Linked DNA regions of Mus musculus: region 2 is linked to region 1. Evidence: chromatin contacts called from public capture Hi-C data. All regions are on one chromosome and are shown on one strand. Each heading gives the region's core, a stretch centred on a gene start, on an enhancer-like site or on the middle of the called end of the contact. The rest is flanking DNA. Distances are from core to core; before and after follow the strand shown.

The links. Capture Hi-C pulls out chosen DNA fragments and counts their contacts.
Region 2: a contact with region 1 is called in a capture Hi-C map of embryonic stem cells, with 2.3 times the contacts expected there. The contact joins the promoter of Fibcd1 here to the promoter of Hmcn2 in region 1. A contact is called at or near these places in 1 of 39 promoter capture datasets (hematopoietic stem and progenitor cells) and 1 of 9 other capture datasets (embryonic stem cells).

The regions. Positions count from the first base shown.
Region 1 is chr2:31,311,636-31,318,813 of GRCm38.p6, reverse strand. Hmcn2 (hemicentin 2) reads right to left here and starts at 4,482. Exons shown (of 98, transcript NM_001370902.1): 1 at 4,138-4,482. The coding sequence starts at 4,399.
Region 2 is chr2:31,843,233-31,849,761 of GRCm38.p6, reverse strand. It overlaps Fibcd1 (fibrinogen C domain containing 1), which reads left to right and starts at 3,757. Exons shown (of 7, transcript NM_178887.4): 1 at 3,757-4,051. The coding sequence starts at 3,980.

The sequences.
Region 1 (7,178 bases), core at 3,233-5,732:
CTCCTTATTCATTCCCTGATTGGATAGCACAGGCATGGACATCAGAGGACAACTTTCTAGAAGCAGTTCTCTCCTTCCACCCTGTGAGTTCCAGGGATAAAACTTAGATCACCAAGCTTGGCAGCAAGCACCCACGGAGCCGTCTTGCTGGCCCTGCTTTTTGCAATGAAAAACATACGGAAACTATTTCCAAAGCTTAAAGTTGTTCTTTGTTTCCAAGGCTGTGCATCCTAGGAGCATTACCAAGACCCCGCAAAACACCCAGTAACTTCCCTTAAGAAAGCATTCCCAGAACACAGAGCTGAGGGGCAGGTCAGAAACCCCTGTGTCTCCAGTTCATCCTCTACTGAAGGGCACACCATTTGCAGATTCAGCAGACACAGCCAGAGCCCAGCTGCGATGCCTGCTCAGGGTGCAGCGCTACAAGCCCATACAAGGAAATTCAAGGCCTCCCAGTCCTTGGCAGCTATAGGCAGCAGGCAGCAGGATTGGCTACAACCAGCCCTGCTCTGCCCCACTTCCTCCAGGAGGCACACACACACACACACACACACACACACACACACACATTCACACACACACACTCTCTCTCTCTCTCTCTCTCTCTCTCTCTCTCTCTCTCTCACACACACACACACACACACACACACACACACACACACACATGCACACACACCTGTCCCTACATGTCATGCTGTCCTCTAGCCCTTACCCAGCCAGCCACTCACCCCAGGAAATCCTTTATTCCAAGCGTGTCCCTGGCAGGAACATCCAATGCTCCCTCCTATAATCCTGCTTCCTCATAGTCTTTCAGTGTCCCCCCCTCCCCCAACGTCCTCTCCCTGAGACTGAGTGATGGCCAGGCGATGTACCTAAGTGACTCCTACCCCCTCATTTGGAGACAGTATTTTGATCCTGAGCTTTCCAATCCTCCTGCCTCAGCACCCCCCCCCCCCCAGGCTGAGACTGCAGGTGTGAGGTACCATGTCAGCTGCATGCATCATGTTCTGCCCCCCAGACTGGAATCTGGGGGCAGCTTTAGGGAGGATGGTTTAGGTAGCCTGGGGGAAGGGTTGGTTTGTTTGCTAGTTTGTTTGCTTGCTTTGTTAAAAAAGAAAAAGGGTTGAGGGTCCAGTGAGGTAGCTCAGCAGGTAAGCGCATTTGCGCCAGCCCTACTGAGCCTGTGGTGAGAGAGAACGCTGTCTCAGCAAGTTGTCCTTTGATTTCCGCCCCTCCCCCCCATGTTTGCTGTGGGACATCATGTAATTTAGTTTTTCTCCAAAGCATCCCTGGTCCTCTCCAAAAAAAAAAAAAAAAAAAAAAATGAGGTAGCTACCAGGGTGCCCAGAGAATGGACATGCTCACCACACCTAAGCAGAGGGGACCCTCCTTGTTCACCTCCTGAGGTCAAGTCTGTCTCAAAAATTCTTTCCATATTGGAAAATTGAACATAAAATTGTTAGAATGAATGTTCATGCAGTATAATGCACAGTAGAAACCCGAACTCCAGAGAAATACAAGGTTGCATGAAGAAAAATGCATCCAGAGTTAGGGTCCGGCTTTCCTTTCAACTCCTGTCTACCTGGTGTTTACAGATGCTCCCTCTGCACCAGAAATGTGGTGGTGATGGCAAAGCTGCTAGGACGTTCATGTGTCAATCAAAAAGTTCATGTGCACTTTCAAAATCAGCTATATGACTCTAGAGCATCTTCAGTCAACTCTAGAACACCCCCTATCCTCTCCAGAGCATCCCTGGTCCTCTCTAGAGCACCCTTGGTCCTAGAGCAATCCTGGTCCTCTTCAGAGCATCCCTGGTCCCTTCAAAGCTGTGGTGCTATAGGAGCAAGGGGAAGGGGCCATGGAGCTTCGTCTGTATGTTCATTTTAAATGATGACTATTCAACTCTTTCCTATCAGCTGGATTGCAGTTTTCATTTCTGGCAGTTGGAGGGCCATTTTCACTTGGAAAAATTCCTTTACATCCGTGGTAACCTTCATTCTGATGAAAAGTTGGACTTGTATTTTACTACCAATTTTTAAAGAAGATGAGCATCATTTAAATTTTAACGGACTTAAAATAAAAAACACAGGTGTGGTGAGATGGCTCGGAGGGTGGAGTTGCTTGCTGACAAGCTAATTGACCTAAGCCCCAGCTCTGGAACCCACAGGGTGGAAGAAGAGAACCAACTCCTGCAAGTTGTCCTCTGACCTCCACAGACCTGCCGTGGCATGCATATGCGCACACCCACAAATAAATATTTAAAAGGGGGGATAAAAAGGAGCACCGAGAAAAACTTGAAAAGGAAGAAGTTAGAGAGATAAAGTAGAGGAAAGAGAGAATGGATTGAAGGCTGAAGGTTGGCATGAAGGGCTGAGCCACGCACCCATGCAGAGCCCAGAGGGCATCTGAAGTTAGTGGGCAGGAAGGGGCAGCAGATACTGCCATCAGGTGCCCATTTTGGGCTCAAGACACTATCAGTCTCAAAAGGCTGCTATCCCATTCTGTAATAGGAGCCAAGTGTTCTAGAGTCAAACAGTAACGGCATCACCTGGCAGGTGGCTTCAGGAAACCCTGTTGGTGCCCTGGGTCTCAGATAGTCCAATTAATGGGTGAACTCACCGTATCTAAGCTCCCACAATATGATAATACCTTTGCAACCCCAAGACCAAACCAAAACGTCGGGAGAGAGAGTTGGGGAGATAGAGGCTGACATACATCCCAGCAAAACCCCGCCTCCTCACACATCCAATCTGATTATCTTTTTGGGTCTCCCAGGAGTATTTTCCTAGAGGCCTGGTCCTGAGGAGCCCCGTAGAGGAGAGGAACAAAGCCTCAGGCAACATGGAGAGAAGATTGGAGGATGGGGAGTCAAGACCCTGGAAGATTCTGTGATTGACAAATGTGCACACCCCTGAGAGGCTTGACAGCCTACCATCGGCTCAGTGTGTCTCCTCAAACCGGCAGTGCTGTGTGGAATCTGCCTTTGCAGTGGGGGACTTTACAGCCAGCCTGGATAGACATGTGGGCAGATGGAAGCAAACAGCAAACTGTAGCTCTCAGGAGTAAGGCAGGCATAGAGAGGAGCTCAGATCCTTGCTTCTCTCCTACTTCAGTGTAATGCAGAAATGTTTTCATTTTTAAAAAAAGTTGAGAAAAGTAGTTAGGGTTGAGGCTGTGGGGGACATCTCTCCCCGGGGTGCAGGGGACTTTTGGTGGTGAGGCTTCGGGGAGCATATTCAACCCTGAGCTAACAGGGTGACTGCGGGGGGGGGGGGGGGAGCGGGGAATCAGCAGGTGTCAGGGAGCCATGCTTTGCTGGGAAATTTCACTCTGCTGAAGTAGGCAGGCAAAAGGGAACCGGCAACAGGCTGTTACTATCAGCCAGGGGTTCCACAAAGGGCTGCAGTTCCCCCTGAAAGCCATGTCCTGGCTTCTCACATGCAAGCTGGGAGAGGACTCTAAAACAAACAAACAAACAAACAAACAAACAAACAGCACCTAAAATCTTACAGGCAGTCGGCACAGAGCTTGCCTAGTGTGCATGGGCCCCAGGTTCAATCCCCAGCACCGGATAAAGGGGCTATGTTAGTGCAGGTCTGCGATCCCAGCGCTCTAGAAGCTGAGGCCGGAGGATCAGAAGTTCAGAGTCATTCTCCACTACACAGAACACTGGGAGACCAGCCTGAGCTACAGGAGATCTGCCTCACAAAGGGGAAGGAAAGGAGGAGAAAGGGGAGAGAGAGGGAAGGAGGAAGAAAGGGCAGGCAGGCAAAATAAAATCGAGAACCAAAAACCTCACAGGTTCCTGGCACCTACTGCCAACATCCCCACACATGTTCCCACTTCACAAATGGAGAGGGTGAGACTCAGAAGCTTTTGGTCGCCTGCTAGAAATTTGTAACCTCAGTGCCAACCTGGGGATGCAGGAGAGGGCGTGGCCAGGCAAGGGAAATGTGCCAGAAGATGCTAAGGTTCTGCTTATTGCTGTGCGCCAGGCAAGGCTGGACGAGCAGCAGGGGTGAGGGGTGGAGAGGACAGGACACCAAAGCATGACACCTCGAGGACTTGGGGGGAAGGAGGGAACCTCGAGAGCCGCGCGGTGGGGAGACCTTGAGAACGGCCGGCGAGGGGCTCTACCTGGGTCGTGGAAAGGCACCAGCGCATAGTTGGCGATGACCCGGCTGCGGCTGCTCAGGCTGCGCTCCAGAATGCGCGAGGCGCCGTCGATCACCTGCATCAGGTCATCCCACATGGAGCCGGTGACATCGAAGACGAAGGCTAGGGTGGCGTCTCCTGTGGCGGGGGACAGCGTCTTCGTGGGCGCGTCAGACGTGACCACCGCCGCCACTGCTGTAGAGATCGCCACGAGCAGCGGCAGGAGCTGCGCCCCAGGCGTCATGGTGAGCCGGAGGCTGCAGCCCTGATGGGACCCGCAGGTCGCAGTGAGAGATGGCAGTGCAGTCTCGCTCTAGCGGGTTCACCGGACAGGGGCGCGGCGGGGTTCCCCTGGTGGGAGCCCGAGGCGGTCCCTAATGCCCACCCCGCCTCTCGCACCCCTCCCCCGCGCCCCGCGGCGTGACTCAAACTTTCCCAGCCCCTCGGCTCTCTGGTCCAGCCCCGAGGTTAGAGGAGGACGCAAGGCAGAAGGCAGGAGGGAGGTGGGGCCACGGCCAAGGGCGAGGGATGAGGGTGCGGGAATCCGCGGACACCTGCAAGCCCTTCTGCGGGGGCGGAGAGGCCACAGGAGCAATCCAAGCCTGGCTCAGACAGGCTTTGCACTCACTGCTACCTCTATCAGTGGTTCTGAGCCTCCCCAATATTGTAATTATTCTTGTCAAAATCAACAAACCTAAGCCTGGCGTTCACTATGGCCTCGGCATCCCACAGATAAAGTCTGGAAACTTACGGTAATCCTTGGGGAAGATACTAAGACCAAACGTATTTGATGCAAGACTCGGCGATGAGCCCATTACTGAATGGTGTAGGCAGCATCTGAAGCCAAATATAGAAGGACCCCAAGTCCCTCAGGCTCTTCCGTCTCCCCTGAGTATTGTAAGACATCATTACAGGTCATATGGGGACTCCACAGGATTGGGCACACACTCCTCTGGTCACCTGTCCAAGCGGACTCATGGATTGCATATGAAGTGGCTGCGGCACCTGTTAGGGGCTGCCTGGGCTGGGTTCAACCATCCTTTGATGGTTCCTCTGCCAGCTGGGTGGGAGGTGCTGCCTCTGCCAGTGGGCCAAATGAGGATGTCCTCTGCACAATCAGGTTGGGGGTGCTCTCTCTCTGCCATTGGGCTGTTGGGGTACTCATCATTGGCTGGGCAGAATGCTCCATTCACCATTGGGCTGGCCAGAGGTGTTTCCCTCCATTCTGTTGCAGCCCTTCACTCTCCCAGGCGGTACACTCCCAGTGGTTTCTGTCCTTACAGACCAAGAGCCCCTTGGAGTGAAGAGTGTGCCTTAGCGTCCACCCCACCACAGGGTGGTGACTCATTAGATGTTGCTTGACTGGAGGGGGCAGCTTTGGCAAGCATGTTTGATTTCTTAGGGTCTTTTCTGTGTACAACACCCTGGGTGAAGTCAGAGAAACCCTGGACATAGCTGAGAGCTCTGGGCTATAGAGGCGACACTCTCTTGACCCTTCCTCTGTAAACACCTCAGCCAGGAGCAAAGCCACTCCACACTGTCTCTTCTCCTTTGGACCAGCCTCAGTTCCTCCATCTTTGAGGCTGCTGGGACCACTCTGTTCTGCATCCACAACCCTGTGTGTCCTCATCCTAGTTCTGACTAAACTGTATCACTGGGACTGTGCCTGGGTGTGTGACCTTCCACTGCAATTGAGCTCTGAGACAATGGAGACCCAGAGCCTGGAACACACGGGAGCCCAACAAAGACTCTGTTAACTGTAAGGGGAAGTGGGTACAGAGATGGGTTACTGAGTCCTGGCCATAGGCAGGGGCCAGGCTGGACATGTCCCAGAGACTCAAATCTACATGAGGCCAGAGACCAAGGGCAATATCTTCAAGAGCTGTCTGTCTCTTGGGATATGGCAGAAGCCATGACCCCAAGGCTTGAAAGTGGAATTTGCAGCCAAGTTCAATGGGAGGTTTAGTCTCCTACACTTGTAAAAACTCACTTTTTAAACCTCCCTGGGTGAAGGCTGTAATTGCCCGCAGAGCCTGGGCAGGGCTGGGCCAGCTGTTGGAGTGAGAAGAGAGGCCCAGCTGTAGAAAGACAGTAGCAATCAGCAGCAAAAATGGTGACATTGCGAACCCAGGACAGAAGTTTTTGTCATTCTGTCTACAAACATTTGCTGAGCTGTATGTCAGGTGCTCCAGGAGGTGCTGATGGGACAGGGGGATGGGAAGATAAAGGAGTGTGGTCCCTACCCGGAGGAGAGACATGTAAACAAATAATTCTAAGTTAGTGAGATAAGTGTTAACAGAAGAATGACCCAGCGCTCTGGGAGCTCAGAGGAAGAATCACTGAGCCTAAGAGGTCAGAGAAGGTCATGGAGCAAGTCTGAGAAGCCGGTGAGAAAGAGAGGAAGGTCACAGAAGAGCTGGGACAGCATTGGAACAGCATTCACAAAGGCAAGGGGAGCAAGAGGCTGCCAGTGGGTCACCCAACCGGACTGAAGGAGATGGTGGCAGAGGAGGGGACAAAGGTGAAAACCTGGAAGACTTCACCAACCCATCTGGAGTTTACCTAAAGGTCCTGGGAGCTATTGGAGAATGTTAATCAGGGAGGCAACCTGGTCTGGCTTACTAACATTCAGGCAGCTCATGGAGCTAAGTTCAGAAGACAGACCTTGTAGATTCTGGGGAGCCATAAATCTCTCCCAGAAGGTAGGGGCAGAGATAGACCCAAAGATGGCAAGGAACTTCTCTTTATGCTGATACAAGGGATGGAGGGAACCACAGACTTGAGTCTTAGTGGCTTTGTGGTAGGGGATGTAGCGCAGGCTGGCTTTGAACCCACAGATTCTCCTTCCTCATCCTCATAGGTCCCTGTGTTACAGGTATGTGTCACCCTCCCCAGGTTTAGATTTGAGTTCTGAAACTGCCTGATGAACTTCAGCGAAGCGCTCTCTTTAAGACAGAGATGGGCTGGAGAGATGGCTCAGTGGTTAAGAGCCCAGCTCCCCTTGAGGAGGAGGGCCTGGGTTT
Region 2 (6,529 bases), core at 2,508-5,007, 530 kb before region 1:
TTGGGTACTTTCTCTAGCTCCTCCATTGGGGGCCGTGTGACCCATCCAATAGCTGACTGTGAGCATCCACTTCTGTGTTTGCTAGGCCCCGGCATAGTCTCACAAGAGACAGCTATGTCTGGGTCCTTACAGCAAAATCTTGCTAGTGTATGCAATGGTGTCAGCGTTTGGAAGCTGATTATGGGATGGATCCCTGGATATGGCAATCACTAGATGGTCCATCCTTTCGTCACAGCTCCAAATTTTGTCTCTTGCCTTGTCTTTAAAACGGGCATATTGCCACAATTCACAGGTCTTTGGAGAGTAGACCTGAGTGAAATCTGTTCATACTGACAATGAATAATGTTCCACATGTGAGAAACGATGGGCCTTACTAGACGACGACTTGGCATTAACCACATGGTTTTAGATTGTTGGGTAAATTATTTAACTATATTTCTGACTCTGCTTCACATCCTTGAATGAGACTAGCGATAGCTCTGATCTGTTGGGGTAGCTGGTGCCCCATGCAGGACTGTATGGAAGGGTGATGCTCCACAGATGGCGACCACTGAGGCTAGTCCAGAGGCATGTTGTTACTCCAGGCCCCCAGCTACTCTCCTCTTTGTCTCTCTTCACTTCTGTCCTCACCATCTATCCAGTACCCCTCCCAGTGAAGACAGCCAGCAGCTATGACTCCCCCACGGCACTGCAGTGAGGACCCCTGGGGAGGACAGCTACCTTGGGCCAGCTGACATCTTGCGATTGATGGATCCATGTTCAGAAGGAAGGGCAGGACCTGGCCAGACCCTCTCTCTAGAATCTCAACTAAAATTTCCAGACTGAAACTGCCTGATAGTTGGAGTTCTCACGCTCAGGGGACTTGGGGAAGGGAGGAGGAGGAGCAAGAGGCGGAGGAGGAGGAGGAGGAGGAGGAGGAGGGGGAGGGGGAGGGGAGGGGGAGGGGGAGGGGAGGGGGAGGGGGAGGGGGAGGAGGACAGCCACCACCACCACCCTGAATACATGGTGAGCCAGAGAGGTGGGATCAGAGTGCCAGAGAGTTCTGGATTAAGTCTTTGGTTTTGTTTTTTTGTTTTGTTTTGTTTTGTTTTGTTTTGTTTTGTTTTTCGAGATGGGGTTTCTTTGCAGCCCTGGCTGTCCTGGAGACCAGGCTGGCCTTGAACTCAGAAATCTGCCTGCCTCTGCCTCCCAAGTGCTGGGATTAAAGGCGTGCGCCACCACACCCAGCTGGATTAAGTCTTTGTAGTTCAGGAGTCCTGGGTTCCGTGAAGCCCTGCCTGGTCCCTGAGCTGGCTAAAAGGCTGCATCTGCAGAGGCCAGCATGCTTAGCTCAGCCATACTTGTCCCTGTCACTTGGCCCCTATCAGCCTGGCAAGAAGTCACAGCACACAGGCACAGTGTTGGTCTGCTCTGCTCTGTGGCTCCTCCCAGGAGCTTCTCCTGCATCCGTGCATCCCGTTCACACCTCCCCATGGGGCTGATGGGCCTGTGTACACTAGGGGCTGGTGCTGTGTACAGGGGCTGAGTGTGCTCCTGCCAACCCAGGGCCACCACTGATCGTCCTAGTGTCAACTGAGCTGAGAGCACAGCTGTGGCAGAGTGGAGATAGGGCAAGGCCACCCCTATCTGCACTCCAGCAGACAGGAGAACTGGGGACTCTTGCTGAGTTGGTGACAGGTCCCAGCAGCAAACACTGCTGGGAGGAGCCACTAGGTGGCCCCCGCTTACCTGTCCTTCCTCAGACCCAGAAGCAGAATGTCCTGAAGGCGCCCATGCACACCTGCGTGTGTCTCCCATTCAGAGTTTGGCCTCCCTTGTCTTAACCATCAAAGTGGCGTCCCCTGAACCAAGTATCACCATCCTAAACAGGCTGACAGCTCTCCGTGTACACCCAGGGACCTTTGGACCACATCTCCAGACCAGGACTGCCCAGGGTGATTTTTAGTGTACACCTTGCCTAGCTCTTCCCGGGGAACTGCAGAATCAGACTTGGGATCCTTAATTAATGCTTGCTTCTTATTTATTTATTTATTTATTTATTTATTTATTTATTTATTTATTTATTTATTTATTTATCTATATGAGTACACTGTAGCTGTCTTCAGACATATACCAGAAATGTGCATCAGATCTCATTACAGCTGGTTGTGAGCCACCATGTGATTGCTGGGAGTTGAACTCAGGACTTCTGGAAGAGCAGCCAGGGCTCTTAACTGCTGAGCTACCTCTCCATCCCTAATGCCTGCTTCTTGTGAGGGCGCTGGGAAGCCTTCGTCCATTTCCATCCTTGCTTGCTCAATGAGGAAACAGGTTCCGAGAGAGCAGAAGCCTGCCTGCGTTTATAGCGGGAAGTATGAACCCCAGCTAACACTAACCCCTCAGATGCTTATGTATGGTGCCTGCCTCTGAACCCCGGAAGAGAGAGCCCTTCAGAGTGAGGTGCTGTTAACCCTTTGGATACAAGGGGAACCTGAGTCAAGAGAGGTTCAGTGGCCAGTAATCACAGTTTCCTGCTTAGGCCTGAAGGATCTCTGGGTCACCTACAACCCTCTTAAGTGATGAGGGAGCATGGGGGAGGGGTGTGTGCAGGGCGACACATGTTCATCCTCTAGGATGTGGGCTTCTGACCCCAGCCTGGGGTGACTGGGCAGTAAGTAACTCCGGCAGCTTACTGTCCGGAAGCCGGGCTGGGACCGCGGGAGACCCCAGCCACCCGGAACACTGGAAGTGCAGACTGTGGGATCCAGTTTCTGGCTGGTGACAGTCTGGAAGGGCACGTGGCCACAGTGCCTAGCTTCAGCTGTGGTCCCGGGACCACTCTGTCTGTGTTAGGCTCGGGCCCCACCCTCGCAAAGCCTGCCCCACGCTTGCCAGGCACCTAGAGGGACGAGAAGAGGGACGTAGACGAAGATGAGGCAACAGACTGGAAACCGGTGGGAGAGAGACGACGCCGGTGCCAGGGAACAGCAAGGCGGCCAGAGCGCCCCGAAGCCGGAAAACAGCTTTAAGAAATAGCGGGGGGCCCAGGCGTCTCTGCGGAGCTGGGGGGAAGGGCGGCTGGCGGGGCTCGGCGTGGGGCGCGTGGGAGCCACGCGGTCGGAGTCACAACAGCAGCTCGTTAACCGCGCAGATTAAGGACTTTGTCAATTACCTCCGAAGGCTGCTCGGGCGGATTAAACGCTTTAAAAAGTGTTGCTAGTGGGAGGGACGACTGAGAAGCCCCCACTGGTGGCTCAGATCCCTCCTCCCGCGGTTGGGATAGCTCCAGGCCGGCTTGGGGGGGGCGGGGCGGAGCGAGGTGTTGTTCGGGACTCCGGGTGGGCAGATGCCATAGGGGCCAGCCTGGCTGCGGAGTCGGGGACTCCAGCACCAGGCCACAGGGCTGGAGATTAGCGGGCCACGCGCACACTTGCCCCGGGACTGGAACCTCGGAGCCCCGAAAGGGTCACACGGTCTCTGCCTAGCCCCTTCCTAGGGACTTAGACGAGTCCCACCCGAGAGGAAGTTTGCGCGGGGCGCCGCAGGGCGCGCAGGTTCCTCGAGGAGCCCGTGGCTGTCGTCACGCTCGCTGCTGCTGAATAGTCCTCCTCACCCCCCAGCGACCGGGCTAGAGCGGGAGTCACTCTTAGAGCCCTCGGGGGGCGCGCGCGCGTGCTCGGGAAGCCGCGGGGAGCAATAAAAGGCCCTGAGGGTCCGAGACGAAGACGCGGAGACTGAGCCGGGAGGAAGAGGGCGGAGCGCGCGGGAGGCGCGGGAGCGGGACGCGGGGACGGCGCGGCGCGGGCGGCTCTCGGAGGCTCGCGCCCGCGCTCCCAGCAATCACACGCGCTCACACGCAGCCTAGCTGGCGGCCGCCGCTCCCGGGCCACCCCGGATCCCCGGCACCGAGGGGACCTCCTGCGAGTGCAACGCACCCTGTGCACCCCTCGCCTCCTTTGCACTCGCCCTTGCCCCGCAACCCCGCTGGTCTTGCTGGAAGATGGTCCACGAGCGGTGGAAGACCGTGGGCAGCGCGTCCCAACTTGAGGACCGACCGCGCGACAAACCGCAGGTACCCACGGGCGCGGGGACGGGTGTGGGGGCTGGAGTTTGGTGAGCTTGTGCAGAGCTTAGTGGGAGCACCTGCTCTCCTCCTCCCCTCAGCGGAGTCTTGAACTCTGGGCTCCCTGCAGAAGGCACCCGCTGCAGCCAGTCCCCACCCCCACCGGAGACCCCTGTGCTTGCTTGTGCAGAGGGAAGAGAAGACCTATAGTTGGTTGTGGATCAGCCCTTCAGTTGGGGACAGCCAACAGATGACCGCGCGCAGAGTCCCGTTCGCCCACAGCCTCAATGGGGGTCCTCCTCACTTGAAATTCCTTAACCTGTGCCAGGCGCCCCGCACATCTTTCCAGGCTTCAAGAACAGGACCGGCCCCCCAGATCCGCCCTCTTTACCTAGGCGCCCAAATTCAATTGGGGAACAGTAAATATTAATCTCCTATAAGAAGCCTAGGCACTGTGATTCTCTGACTTTCAGGAGAGCAAGGCTCAGAGAGGTCCCGCTGCAGCCCGAGGCCACGAAGCCCTACAGGGATTTGAACCTGGGTCTGGCTGATCCTCTCTCCCTACTGCCTCTGCAGGGACAGTGAAGTGTCCCGGCTTGGAGGATGCCCAGGGCTGTGCACTGCACCAGCTGGGACAGAACAGGGAGGGGCTGCTGAGGTACTGGGCATCCGGAGTCGGAAGCAGAGGGGTGGCCGCAGGACTGCCCCAGGCTGGGCCATCAAGGGACTGGCATAGACAAGCGAATTGAGGAGGCCGTTTGCCAAGGAGAGCAGATAATGGGGCTGCCCGTTTTAAATTTTAAATTTCTCCCAGACAGATGTCACTGGGGAAGGAACAGTGAGAGTTTGCAACCAGAGAAGGAGGAGGTGGCAGGGGTGGGCGTGGCCACTCCTCACTAATCAAAGCTGCAACCTGCCTTTCTTTCCGAGTAACACTGGTCTGGTAAGGGGACCGGCTAGCTTGTTTGCAAAGCTGGCTCTTCACTAGTATACACTTCCCATATCCCAGATGAAGATCAGGGAGGTTGAATATGCCCAAGCCACACAGCATGTGGGCCAGAGAGCAGGGACTCTACTTTTCTAACCTCAGACTGGTTCCATTGCCTCCCTGGGTGGTCTGTCCCCCTTCTTAACTCTTCCAGTCTTCACTGTGTCCCCAGGTGGCAGGGCCCTTCCTGCTGAGATCTTAAAGGAGCAGTGGAAACTTCAAGGCTACCCCAACCTGGTCCAGTCTTCCTTCCTTTTGGTATCTTAAAGATCCTGACTGCTATTTGCCTCCCTGGGCCGGATCCCACGTCCAGACATGTGCTTTCTCATTTGATTGACACCACCAGGCCTCCAAACACTGCACACCCAGGGACACCCTACCTGTTCTACAGAGGGTAGGAAAGAGGCTGCTCCCTCTTGGAGGCCTCCCTGGTTGCCTGGGGTAGGGCTCTTAGTCCAGGCAATTTCATTGTTTTTTAAATTGTGCCCCTAGCTCTAGTTCCCTGGGGCCACAAGTTCCCCCATTGCCCCCTGCCATTGCCTTTTCCAGAAGCCCAGCTGAGGTAAGGGCCATTGCTGAGGTCAGATGCTTGAAACTTCGCCAAGAGGAGCATGGGAGAGGAGGGATGGGGATTTCTGGGGAGTCTGCTAGAAATGGGGCTTCAAGGTGTCATGGGCCAGGTATGGCCTCCTGGACTCTGCTGCCCCTGGGAACCAGCTCCCAGCTGCACCAGGTAGAGCCCAGCTGGGCCTATGCTGGGTATGGGGGTATTAGTCACCCCTTCCATCCTCCGTGCCCGCTGTGTGTTGTTGTGGTCACAGGAGGCAGGGATGGGAGGGAGAGAGGTGTGCCTCAGCACCCCTGGGGCCTTCTTCCTTGTTTTCTTGTCATATTGTGGTCCCTGACATGCTTGTGTTCCTTGCTGGTGCATCTGTGAGAGGGACCAACCCTTCCCTCTTCTTCCTCACACCCCCTGAGCTGCCGAGGAAGACCAGTGAGCTTCTGGTGTATTTGTAAACCTCGGCGTGCCACGCACCCACACAGGCTGGTTCTCCCTGCCACAGCTCCTCTCTTTGCTCCCAGGGTGGGATAAGTGCAGTCTCTTCCCACTGGAAGGAGACTGCTCCAGCACCAGGCTAGCTCACACCCTTGCCTGTCATGTCTTGGTCACACCACCCTAAGAGACTGCAGATATAACAGATGAGGCGGCTGGGGCTAGGCTCTCTGGTAGGGGGACCAAACCTGTGAGCTCTGGAAGCAGATGGGGCAAAGGGGAAGGGACAGAGGGAGGGGGGCACCCTGTTCTTCCTGAACCGGCTGCTTCCAGAGCTTGGTCACTTAGCCAGGCCTGAGCGTAGCATAGGTTTTCACCCTTCCTCCCGGGCAGGTATGGCTGCTCCTGGGAATCTCCTTGGGCCTGCTCTTCCTGGCTGTTTCAGAACTGTCTCCTCATTGGATGGATGACCTTGGCCAAGTGGCTGATTCCAACTTCATTAGGG